Linked DNA regions of Mus musculus: all the other regions are linked to region 1. Evidence: chromatin contacts called from public Hi-C data. All regions are on one chromosome and are shown on one strand. The core of a region is the stretch at or near the end of the contact, and the rest is flanking DNA. Distances in the headings are between cores, read along the strand shown. Region 1 holds the start of Bank1 (B cell scaffold protein with ankyrin repeats 1). Region 2 has its middle 22 kb from the start of 1700030L20Rik. Region 3 overlaps Bank1 (B cell scaffold protein with ankyrin repeats 1). Region 4 overlaps Bank1 (B cell scaffold protein with ankyrin repeats 1).

Region 1 (2,940 bases), core at 148-2,647:
ACAACATTATGAACTAACCAGTACTCCTGAGCTCTTGACTCTAGCTGCATATGTAGCAGAAGATGGCCTAGTCGGCCATCACTGGAAAGAGAGGCCCATTGGACTTGCAAACTTTATATGCCCCAGTACAGGGGAATGCCAGGGCCAAAAAATGGGAGTGGGTGGGTAGGGAAGTGGGGGGGGGGACGGTGTGGGGGACTTTTGGGATAGCATTGGAAATGTAAATGAGGAAAATACCTAATTTAAAAAAAAATATATATATATATATATAAATACACTAAATTTCCTTTTAATACACCACACCCTTTCTTTCTCCCCTATGAAGACTTAATCTTTCCTAAGTATTGCATTTCTGAAAACATTGACCGGAGTGACACCCATGTCCCTGTAAACTCTGCTGACATTTCTGGGTAAGCTGTCCTTCATAAGCAGCCGCTCACACGTCAGGGTATCATTTCATATACTGGCTTTATTGTTCCAAATTTGGAAGAGTTACTCAAGATGATCAAATAAGAAGTACCATGTAGAAGATAAATGTATATCTAATGCTTTTCAAAGCTTCCTCACATTTTGCTTTATGAATTTTATCTAGCATGTGTGGAAAGTTAATGACTTTCTGTGACACTTGATAGTTACAGTATTCCAAAAACACTTAGAGTAGAACTTTCTGGTTCTTTTCGAAGAAGGAAAAGTGGTCCATGGCAACTGTGTGTTACTTGCACACTTTTTTTTATTGAATATTTTCTTTATTTACATTTCAAATGTTATCCCTTTTTCCAGTCCTCCTCCCCCAACACACACACTTTGAATTTGATTGTCAAACGATCTCCAACTTTGGTTAGGTTGTAGTCTAGTGATTTTTGATATTTGCTCATTGTTAGGCTCTGGGATAACTCTTTGGGTATTTCTTATTCTTTCAAACAAGCAAGAACACAGCCATAATTCATGTTTGAGGAGAAGGGTATAGGGTATGTGTATGTCTCTGACCTGGCCCATTTCAAAATTAGAGCAGATCTAGGAAAAACTTCTCATGTGGGAATGAAAATCACTCTATAACACACAGACTTAGCCTGGAGCCTGGGTAAGATGAAATACTAAAATTTCATACCTTTATATCTCTGTCACGGTATCTCTATCTATGCCTCTGTCAAGTAGTTCCTTTTATAAAAGTCTACTTTCTGTCTTGCAGAAGGAAGGGTTAGCATAGCAGAGAAATACAGAACAGAATAAGAAAAGCTATAAGCTCTAGGTCACCTGAGCTTAAAGATAGCCTGGGAGAAAGGGAACCTAAGACAGCTCTCTCAAACTAAGTAAAAGCAAGCCTGAGCAATTTCACTTCCCCCAGCAAGGCCTAACCCTAGCCTTGCGGCCTGAGCCCCTGGGCTGCATTTCCGGCAACCTCGGGCCACAATCCCCAGAGTAGGAAGCAAGCTGCAGGGCCACAGACCATCGGAACTAAAGGTCTGCAGGGGAAGTTGCAGGCAGGGCTGGCCACTGCAGCTCCCAGGCTCCAACCTCCCGCAATGCTTCCTGTGGCTTCTGGCACTAGGGGTAGCACCCAGGATCTGTTCCAGGTTGGCCTAGCACCTCCAGGTGGGTGGTCTCATGTTTGTCAGGGCTTTGGGTGGAGGGTACATGATGACCCTGGAGTCCTTCTGAGACTAAGGGCCACCAGTAGACAGTTTGCCCTGGGAGCTACCAAGACCTGGGTGTCTTTAAACCTGGGGGTGGGGTGGGGGCTTCTCTACTTTTGAAAATCACTTTGCACCCAGCTTTAATGCTAGATCTCATCTGAAATGTATATACATGGAGCAAAATGCCTCGTTTGAAGCATCCTTGCCCATTCCCCTGCCCCGGATCAGTCTGTATAAAACCAACTCCCTGGAACCATGAGCTCCTAAATGAGAAAAAGGAACGGAGTCAACTTGGTTGACTATGTCAGATAGTTTACATTTTCAAATGACTGCTGAGGTGCTTGGTTTGAGTTCCTTTTGGTTTTATTTTTAAATGCATGTGAAGTTCCAGAATAAGCATTAAAAACTTAGCTTTGGTAAAGAGATTTCACCAGAATATTAACATGATTATAGGAGGTGTTCCTGGTGAGTTATACAGCAAGAAATTGTAGCCTGAAATTATTTTAATTTACTAATCAGAATTAAAATTCTCATAACATTTTTATTTTTATTGTATTTTATTAACTTTATTTTAGGTAGGATCTTTTGGCTTTAGTTGTTTTTAGGGTCTGATACACTTATTTTATTAGATATTTTCTTTATTTACATTTCCAATTCTATCCCGAAAGTTCCCTATACCCTCCCCCTGCCCTGCTCCCCTACCCACCCACTCCCATTTCTTGGCTCTGGCATTCCCCTGTACTGAGGCATATAAAGTTTGCAATACTAATGGGCCTCTCTTCCCAATGATGACCGACTAGGCCATCTTCTGCTACATATGCAGCTAGAGACATGAGCTCCGGGGTGTACTGGTTAGTACATATTGTTGTTCCACCTATAGGGTTGCAGACCCCTTTCAGCTCCTTTGGTGCATTCTCTAGTTTCTCCATTGGGGGCCCTGTGTTCCATCCTATAGATGACTGTGAGCATCCACTTCTGTATTTGCCATGCACTGGCATAGCCTCATACGAGACAGCTATATCAGGGTCCGTTCAGCAAAATCTTGCTGGCATACGCAATAGTGTCTGAGATACACTTTTAATAAATGTGAACGGTTGTTTTTTTTCCATTAAAATGGGGAATGTATCTATAACAATGGAAGATGGCCTGAGACCCTCTGGTACCAGTGATGTGGGAAAACTGTACCATTTTAAATTCCGGACCATGGCTTTTGTCACCACTGCATAGCTCAGGATCTGTGGCAAAGTAGCCTTTGCAAGCAAACAGGCAGAAACAACTCATCTTTTGGACCTTGAACAAGAGACCT
Region 2 (2,940 bases), core at 238-2,737, 100 kb before region 1:
GTGATTTCAGAGAACAGAGCAATAGTCTTCTGAAATAAGAACAAAGTCATGCGAAGGTGGTGGGAGTATCTACAGAAAGTCTGGGCAAAAAATATGGCAGTGCCCTTGGGCTCTATCCTAGACAGCTCTAAGCATCAGGAAACTCAGCTTAGTGTCATATTAGTGTGAATTAGAGTAATTGGGAAGGGAACTATGGCCAGAGAATATTTTGTAACATTGATGAATTACTGTACTGTGTTGATTGTATTGATTGATTTAGTAGTATTGATTGATTTCATGAAGTATTGATATTACAGTATCGATTTAGTAAAGGAGTGTTACCCAGATGTTCAGTAGACTTTCACAACCCTGCACTCAGAGGAGTTCAGGTAAGTTGGATTGTTCTATTGACTTTCTGGTGACTGAAAGCTTTGAGTGTGTGATTTGGGGAGAAACACAATCAAAGGAGTAAAGGTCTTGGCTGTAGGTTGTCTGAGAAAGGGAGAGCCAGGCCCTGGTCCAGGCCAACTGGTATGCAGCACGAACCACAGGCGCCTGGGAAATTTTGGTATACATGGTAGCAGAGGGTTGGTGAGCTTCCTTTTGGTACATAAAGTCCAAAGAGATGAGACTCCTGAGGGAAAAGGCTCCAGTGGGTTGTCTAAGCAAGTATGTCCGAGAGAAACTTCTCTTCATGAGAGCACAAAGCTGTGGCAGAATGAATGCATGTGTGTCTGCTGCAGAGCTGGGGAGACATGCTGAGAGAGACAAAGGTGAAAGAGACAGACTCAGTGAGAGACTGTGTGGAGTGGCCTGCTAAGGGCTGTGAACCTGGCTAGGTCTTTCATACAAGCCTGACTTAGGAATGTTCCTGCAACCCAAGGGAGAGAGTCACTGAGGTCAGTGAAAGCTAGGGGGCAAAACAAAATGTGGAAATTAATGGTCTGATGCCTTGCTAACTATTTAACTACGCCATTCGTACAGTCAGCACCTCCCCTATGCACAAATTAAGTGTGTGTGTGTGTGTGTGTGTGTGTGTGTGTGTGTGTGTAGGGGGGTGATTTTCTCTCCATTGTTAGCTTAAAGGGCTTGACCTAGATCCCCTTTTTTGGTACAATTTATGTACGAGTTAATATTTGAATTTTGAAATATATTTCTATAGCTCTCTGACATTTTAGTCTTCAGGTTTAATAAATAGGAGAATGGGAAATTTCCTTTCCTGGTGGTGTGTATCTATTCCGCAGAAGCCTGCACACATCACACTGCTAAGAAGAAACAAACAACAAACTGCGTGGTGGGCTGCTTTGGGCAGAAATTTCTTAGATTCTAATTGGGGCCTTGCTAATTTTTTTTCCTTTATTTTTTTCCCAGCAGTGCAAAAAGATGTTTGCCTCATGGGAAGAAAGTGTGAGTGTGTGAAATGCAAGAAGCGCATGCGCAGGGGAAGACTGGAGGCTGCACGGAGGAAGCTTGAAGCCAGGGCACTAAGCACTCTAGATGAGGGAGGTGCTGAGTGTTCTAGATAAGGGAGGGGCTGGTCCAGCAGGCATTAGACCCTGAGGAGTGAGGTGGGTAAGTGAGGGGATTCCTGACGAGTGCACCCGCTGTCTTGGATGCAACAGGAATCAAGTACTATCCTGAGACTGTGGTCGAATTTTTTTTTTTTTTTGGTTTTTTTTTTTTTTGGAGAAGTGACTCCAGGGCAGGAGAGAAGGATGTGAGAAAGAGAAGGGAGTCTGCACAACTGTCAGCAAAAAGAGTTATGCAATCAAGAGGAAGCCAAACGTAGCCAACCAGCAGTGACCGCTCCTTTGGAAGTCACTAACATGCATTTGTGATATGGTGTTGGGGGAGTGTTGCTTTTCTTGCCACTTTATTCATTTTCAGTTTCTCAGGCTGCAATTTAACCCCTCTCTGTTCCATGCAAGGACTCTTGGTGGACTTGATTTTGCTTTTTAAATACAATTTCCTTGTCCACAAGAACTTAACCCATTATTGACTTTCATTTGTTAAAAGAGCACAGAACAAGAAGTATGCACTTTCTCTCTCTCTCTCTCTCTCTCTCTCTCTCTCTCTCTCTCTCAGGAAAGTTTTCATGTATAACACATTAACGGGAGTCATCTTTTACACAACTCTGTGGCATGCTATCTATGGGAATGGATCTGAGAAAGCTGCAGAGGAGACCGAAAGAAGAGCTTTTAGACTTGAGTAGATGTGATCCTGTCAGTTACACATCTTTCAATAAAGAGCTATTATTACTATTATTTTCTGGCTGTTTATGAGACAGGGTTTCTCTGTATAATCCTTGCTGACCTGGAATTCACTTTGCACACCAGGCTTGGCTCAAACACAGAGATCCACATGCCTCTGCCTCCCAGTTGCTAGGATTAAAGATGTGTTCGACTGCTCCCCCTCATTTCCCAACCCCCACGCCACCAGCCCCAGGAAGGGTTTGGTTCTAAGATGAGCTCTTGCATAGGAGAAGTTGATACTAAGATGATCCTGGGAAAAAGGGGTTCTATACTGGGTGTCCTAGGTACCTCCCTGGCTTGTCAGAACTGGTCCCTTAGTATGAAAGGTAAATGCAGAAGGAATAGTCACAGCTTGGGGACAGAATGAAAGCTGAGTGCTCTGAGCAACAGCAGGCATAATGATGAAAATGGGATTTATGGTTTGTGGTGTTTTCTCACAAGGAAAGCCTTTGTTTACAAAAAAGATCAAAAGAGAGAGAGAAAAAAAACCCAAGCAGCTGAAGCCCCTTTCTGCCTTCTGCTCTCTCTCCTCCACTCTATTCACACAGTCCACATGTACCCCAGATTTCAATGCTTCATCTCCCGTCCAAACTCACTCATGTGTATGTTCATGTGTGTATGCATGTGTCGGCATATGTGTGTGTGCATGTGTGAGGAAGCCAGAGGACAACATAGGCTCTTGTTCCTTAGGTACTGTCCACGTTGGTTT
Region 3 (2,940 bases), core at 121-2,620, 96 kb after region 1:
CAAAAGACTGAAAGAAAGAAGACAATTGATAACATAATTCATCCAGATTTATTGCTGAGTATACTTAGGAAATTGGATGCTATAAAACTTATGACACAGTGATTCCTGTATGAAATACAAATGAATGTAATACAATAAACACAATAAAATAACAAGATAGATGTGAATGTGATTCAGTCCAGGTGCCACTGAGTGTTGCTCAACTTGACAGAAAATAGTCACCTGGGAAGAAGGAACCTCAGTTAAGAAATTGCCTCCATCAGATTAGCCTGTAGACAAATCAATGGGGCTTGATTCATGATCCATATGAGTGGTGCCACCTGGGCAGGTGGTCCTAGAGTGCATAAAAAGCCAGGCTGTGAATCCAGAGAAGCAAGCCTGCAAGTCATAGTTCTCCGTGATCTCTGCTTCAGTTCCTGCCTTGAGTTCCTACCTTGGTTCCCCTTGATCGTAAACTAAACTGTAAGTTAAACTAAACCCCTTCCTCCTAAATGTTTTTTGGGACATGTTGTTTAGCAACAAAACAACTTATCTTCCTGACACTGAAATATTTCCATGCTATTTTCAAAATACCTCCTCTTAAAGACCCCCACACCTGTCTCTCATCATGTTCATGGTGAATTGATGAAAAGGTTTGAGATGCCCTTCTTTTTATAGTATTAATCTTAAGAATATTAAGGGGAAAACACTTCTTTTGAGTAAGACACTAAACATATTTGAATGTTAGGCAAACATCAAAGCAAGTATAACCCTGAGTGTGTTTCCCAGAACAGGTCTCCAACTCATCGGTGAAATATTTCATTATTAAAGATATATTGTTTGTTTCTTTATATTTTAGCTAAGATAAAGAGAAGGCCACAGCATTGTGAGGAGAATGTACGCATGAGAGACTGAAAATGTGTTCAACACAAACATACCTATAAATCATAGGATGACCCATAGACATCTGTGTTTATTAAAAAGCAAGCGGTATATTAATGATGACTCAGCATTTTATTCATGAAAGACAAGTCAGGAAACTGAACCTAGAATTTCCTAAAATTCCCCTTTAAAAGAAGACTGCATAGCAAAATAATAAAGAGTCATCACTAATGTAACTCTTGCTTTTTATTTCAAGCCAATCTTAGTTATTTCATCATCATGAGACAGCATACTTCCTCATTTGGCATTCAGTTTTATGCTTTACCCTCAGTAGACAAAGCTGTGGATGGGTAACAATAAGGTAGATGTACAGAAGAGGTTAAATCTGTGTCAACCTTCTCTTTGTAATGCTCTTCTATTGACTTATAAATGATTTTTTCTCCTGGGGAGGGGGGGGGATGTTCCAAAAGGAAACAGTTCTCACTCGGAGGAGAACAAGAAACATTTCAAACAAGCTTGGGAGAGTCCTGGATTTATCTGGGACTTGCTAGTATGTGGATAGATCACTGTGCAATGGGAAACTGATGTAAAAAAATTACACTGAGCAGCTTTGTAAGATACTAAAGCCAAGACTTCCAAAGAGCATCACTGGGAGTCAGGATCACTTTCAGGATCTGCTACTTGGTTTCTGGTTTATATGTGAATACACATGGTTTGTCCATCACCAAAAAGTCTGGATGCAGCTGGGTGATGGGAAGGCTGGGCCAGCGCAATTGCTGCAATTGTTCAGTAGCTCTCAGCCACTTGGACTTCTGAACCACTTGCAGCTATTCACAATTCCTTCATCCCCTTATGTTCTTCATAGTACTGCTACAGTCTATGTAATACAGGGTATTCTGTGTCATGAACAGGAAGATCTATAATTTAGCTGATTGTCAAAGAGGCAGTTAGTTTAGGGGGGAAAAGAAACTACATTATTTTTCCCAGACTGATACACCCACCAAGAAATGCAAGCTGGCTCATTTAAGCCCAGTAAGTAACAACCTTTTCTCTCCCTCTAGGAAGAGAAGGGAACAAGAAGGGAAGAGAAAACAAAACTGCAAGAACAAATGCTATTCCTATTCACAGCCAGCTCCTGTGACTTATGTTTAACTGCACCAAACAGGAGATGAAATGCCTTACATGTGTTAACTTAATTCCTCACAGGTTCCTGTGCTACCATTTAATCCCCACAATACAGAAGTGATGTTAGGAGCCAGATATCAAGTCACTTACAAGAAGCCTAGCTCTTTTTTATTATTATTTTTATTTTTTTTGGAGGAGGCTGTGTGTGTACATATTTTTATTATAACTACAATTTTTCAAAGAACATAGTTTAAATTTTGTTCAGATATGCTTAAATATATCTGAAATCTGATCTCTAATCCCTTTGAGAAGAAAGCTGAAAATGTAGTGTTCTTCTTCATCATATTCGGACACTTTACCTTGTTGCAAACATTTCCAGGTGGGCTTTTGGAGTGTAAGTTCTGTGATTCTGCTGTCTGTAGTACAACCTACTGGCCTCTGGATTACAGGGACAAGCTGTATCCTGTGGCTGTCATCAACAGAGTCCTTGCTCCAGTGTGCATCTCTCCATCACTTCAGTGCACATGTCATTTTCCTGCCTAGCGTTTGATGAACTGAGAGTGGCTGGCATAAGGTTTGAGCTAATGATAATCTTGCCACATGTGGCCAGAGACAATACAGTAATGCTGAAAAGCCTCTGTGCAGTCCTATTAGTGTCATAAAGAGCCTAAAAGCTGGGACTAGAAAAATCCACAGAAGTTCACTCTTGCCTTAAGAACTTCTGAAAACTCCATCAGCAGGAAGAGGCAAATTTATCGTTTCAACAGGGAAACGATCCATTTGAACATTTATCTTGTTTCCATCATAGTCGATGCCTCTTGAATCTTGTTCTTCAGGATGCAGAAGATCATATCAACACACTGACATTTGCTGCTCTGAGGGTCAGGCTTCTCTGTAGGTATATTACTACTTTATTGGGTCCTTGTACACCTACTGTTCTTCCAACCCTTATTG
Region 4 (2,940 bases), core at 302-2,801, 73 kb after region 1:
CACCATTTAAAAATTGTAAATGTGTTATTGAATGGTGACATTGTACAAGGTAGAAGAATTAATCTCTCAGGAATAAGAATATAATTAGAGGGAGGACTTAGAGAAAGTAACAATGTAAAAGCATTCTTGATCTTTCTTCCCCTGTGCCTTTTTTGGATTGACCAACTAAAATAAACCACTGGAAACGTTTGAACATCAGTGTTGGATATCAATACCTATGGTGTCCTTGGATGTAAAGGACCACAGTATAAAAGAGCCTTATGGGAGATTCTTGAAAAGATCCATCTAGAAGAGGCTGGTGGATTTACATGACCTGACATCAGGAGGTCTGCGATGCCACCTGTCAACTCTATGGCCATCAAAGGTGACCATTCTTTAGTGTTGCTGAAGTTTAAATTTCTCACTTTCACCCAGCATGCTGTTCTGATAGAATTGTCCCTCTAAGTCACTTTCCTGTCAGGTCTTGAGGAAATAGAACCACTTGGATACTACCATAGACATGCTGGGAATCTGAACTGTCCACTTTCCCAATACTAGACACAGATGCATAGGCAAAGATAAGTTACCACAAGGGTAACAGAATGGGTAGCTTACACTGGGGAGAAAGGGGCTGAATAACCAAAGTTGGTCGCTCCTATGGAGTCAAGAAACTATGGAAGAAACAGGGAAAGTAATAAAAGCAATGTGATCTAGTTTCAAATAGATGAAATCAAAGTAGGAAATAAAATGACACTCAGAGTAAAAATAGTTCCCCAGAAGTTATGCAATGTGTCTAAATAGCTGATTTAAAAAATATCTGCAGCAGTATAATTTGAGTATTATAAAACCCTCCCCATATTAGTCACACAAAAATTGAAGTTCAATAGCAGGCTTCAGGTGTCCTCAAGCAGACATTCCTTATGCAGCTGATTTGCCAGGGGTCCTTTCAATAGATCATCTTGGGCTTTTCTTATATTTATGGATGTGGATAGAATTCTTTCAGAGCTGATAAAGTTAAGCTATTTCAATATCAGATCTGTCTTGAGAACTCTACCTTTTTAAAAGCCCTAGAAGTCAAGCAATCATATAAGGCATTTTTAAACCCAGAATTATGCTCCAAATTTTCAAAATAATCTCAGCCTTTGGACCAAAAATAGTTATCGCAAGAAATCTTGGGCTTTCAGTAAGTAGATCTTAGTACAATTTGAAGCACCACAGAAAAGATCATTTGGTTCCAGCTGAGTGAAAATTGTGTTTCTGGTTTCCCTGGAGAATGTTCAGTATATGCCAATGATCTGAAATGACAACCTTTGAACCTCATTTCTGAGAAGCCTTCTAGATAGTGGGTGGGCAGAGAACAGAGACCAATGCTTTTCCTAACAAAGGGACTATAGAGATGTTTCTGGGATCCTAAAACTTCCATAGTCTATCAATGATATCCCTGACAGTTTCTAGGCAAGTGGAAGTGAGCCTCGTTCATACCTAGCGCTGTTGAAACCCATAGGTCTATATTTCTAACATGCTGACATGACCATGTGTTTGATAAGGGCACAGACTTCCTTCCCTATTCAGAGAATTAGTCATTTGCTCTTCCTCCTCCCCACCCCATTCCCCAGCACCACCCCTGCCTCGTAGCTATACAGAAACTGGGTCTGTGGACTTGTCTCTTACAGCATTTCAGCTCACTGTCCGCTCTTGGTCTATAGAGATGGCTTTTGTAAACTGCCAGCTCCCCACTGCCTGTGATCCCAGGAGCTGGGGAGCATTGATCCTTCTGCTGTAACCTTTCCCAACACCTTTCTTTCCGCAGATTATCAATTCCATAAGCCTTGACAATCTTGTTCTGCTTCAAAATCAGGAGGAAAATCTGATTTTGCTCTTTAATATTGATCCATTGTTCTACTTAAAAGAATTATTCCCCAGGTCTTTGAGAAACAAATAAGTAGATGAGTTCTGTGTAAAATTAAACTGGCTTCTTGTTAGAGACTTTTTTAAAGAATTAATTATTATATTTTTATTAATTATTTTATTTTTTTACATTCCAAATGTTGCTTCCATCCTGTTCCCCCCTCACAGAGTTCTTCCCCCATCCTCCCTCCCCTTCACCTCTGAGAGAGAATCCCCCATACCCCCCCCAGTCTGGGGTATCAAGTCTCTACAGGATTAGGTTCACCCTCTCCTACTGAGGCCAGACAAGACAGGCCTCTGCTACATATGTGCTGGGAGTCTCTGGCCAGCCCATGTATGCTCTTTGGTTGGTAGATAGAACCTTTCTTTAAGTTTCTACAGGACTGTATACTTCGTTCTATTTTAGCATAGAGCATTTTCACGTGTTTCCTGCTCAGGACCTTCGACTTTATAGCATATTACCCTGGATTTTGTATTGTGAAGTAACAGATATAAGGAATATGGTGTTACTTAGGTCTGCCAAAAGTAGCCTTTGTTCTAATAACACATCCACTTTCACCTTTCTGGTGAAATCCACATGAGTTCATTGATGGTATCTAGACCAGCAACTCTTGTGCACGCTGTCCATGGCTTCAAAGATGTGATGCTATAGTGGTTCTCGACTGGGAAAGAGTTTTACCTTTCTTTTCTAGGGGAAGAAGCTGAGCAATACTGCAAGCATCTCGGATTATCACGATTGCTACTGACATCTAGTTGACAGAAACCAGAAGATGCAATGTATTACATAATGCACAAGGCACACTCATGACAGTAGCTTATCTTATCCAAAGCAGGAATCCTACTAAAGTTAAATCCTGTCTCCTGGTGTACACCTACAACAAATGAGTCACCATCACTTCTGTCTAATGGTGGCATCAAGCACTCATGCTCCTGTCTGAGGCTTCTGTGAAGTTGGCACAGTTGTCCTGTGTTCACTTACTTTGTGAGACATGTCGCTCTTTAGTGGTGATTCCATTAACATCTTTCGCACATCTTACATAAAGCTTTCAGAAA

What was found. A called contact is a pair of places that touch in the nucleus more often than the background predicts.
Region 2: a contact with region 1 is called in a Hi-C map of granulocyte-monocyte progenitors, with 3 times the contacts expected there. The contact joins the enhancer-like site here to the promoter of Bank1 in region 1. A contact is called at or near these places in 3 of 39 promoter capture datasets (embryonic stem cells, macrophages and neutrophils), 9 of 484 Hi-C or Micro-C datasets (the C10 cell line, ECoMG-derived neutrophils, LSK cells and 5 more), 2 of 115 datasets of contacts at active chromatin or transcription factors (microglia and neural progenitor cells) and 3 of 9 other capture datasets (adipose tissue, liver and macrophages).
Region 3: a Hi-C map of bone marrow-derived macrophages shows a contact between it and region 1, with 2.2 times the contacts expected there. The contact joins the enhancer-like site here to the promoter of Bank1 in region 1. A contact is called at or near these places in 3 of 39 promoter capture datasets (embryonic stem cells, macrophages and pre-B cells), 1 of 15 datasets of contacts at CTCF or cohesin (pro-B cells), 8 of 484 Hi-C or Micro-C datasets (B cells, LSK cells, bone marrow-derived macrophages and 4 more), 1 of 115 datasets of contacts at active chromatin or transcription factors (large pre-B cells) and 3 of 9 other capture datasets (adipose tissue, liver and macrophages).
Region 4: a contact with region 1 is called in a Hi-C map of the Ba/F3 cell line, with 2.6 times the contacts expected there. The contact joins the enhancer-like site here to the promoter of Bank1 in region 1. A contact is called at or near these places in 5 of 39 promoter capture datasets (cranial neural crest, embryonic stem cells, macrophages and 2 more), 2 of 15 datasets of contacts at CTCF or cohesin (CD8 T cells and pro-B cells), 10 of 484 Hi-C or Micro-C datasets (B cells, the Ba/F3 cell line, LSK cells and 6 more), 3 of 115 datasets of contacts at active chromatin or transcription factors (the 230-238 cell line and large pre-B cells) and 2 of 9 other capture datasets (adipose tissue and liver).

The regions. Positions count from the first base shown.
Region 1 is chr3:136,324,523-136,327,462 of GRCm38.p6, reverse strand. Bank1 (B cell scaffold protein with ankyrin repeats 1) reads left to right here and starts at 1,397. Exons shown (of 17, transcript NM_001033350.3): 1 at 1,397-1,593. The coding sequence starts at 1,524.
Region 2 is chr3:136,425,543-136,428,482 of GRCm38.p6, reverse strand. No RefSeq gene overlaps it. Among named protein-coding and RNA genes, the nearest start is that of 1700030L20Rik, 22 kb to the left of the region's middle. Within about 2 kb of position 1,487, at least 40 of the 459 cell types and tissues checked have an H3K27ac peak or open chromatin away from gene starts, as enhancers often do. A contact at or near this core is called in ECoMG-derived neutrophils, adipose tissue, bone marrow-derived macrophages and 4 more, where this site is marked.
Region 3 is chr3:136,228,996-136,231,935 of GRCm38.p6, reverse strand. All of the region lies in intron 6 of Bank1 (B cell scaffold protein with ankyrin repeats 1), which reads left to right. Among named protein-coding and RNA genes, the nearest start is that of Bank1, 96 kb to the left of the region's middle. Within about 2 kb of position 1,370, at least 9 of the 459 cell types and tissues checked have an H3K27ac peak or open chromatin away from gene starts, as enhancers often do. A contact at or near this core is called in bone marrow-derived macrophages, where this site is marked.
Region 4 is chr3:136,251,627-136,254,566 of GRCm38.p6, reverse strand. The region is part of intron 3 of Bank1 (B cell scaffold protein with ankyrin repeats 1); the gene reads left to right. Among named protein-coding and RNA genes, the nearest start is that of Bank1, 73 kb to the left of the region's middle. Within about 2 kb of position 1,551, at least 32 of the 459 cell types and tissues checked have an H3K27ac peak or open chromatin away from gene starts, as enhancers often do. A contact at or near this core is called in the 230-238 cell line, the Ba/F3 cell line, adipose tissue and 2 more, where this site is marked.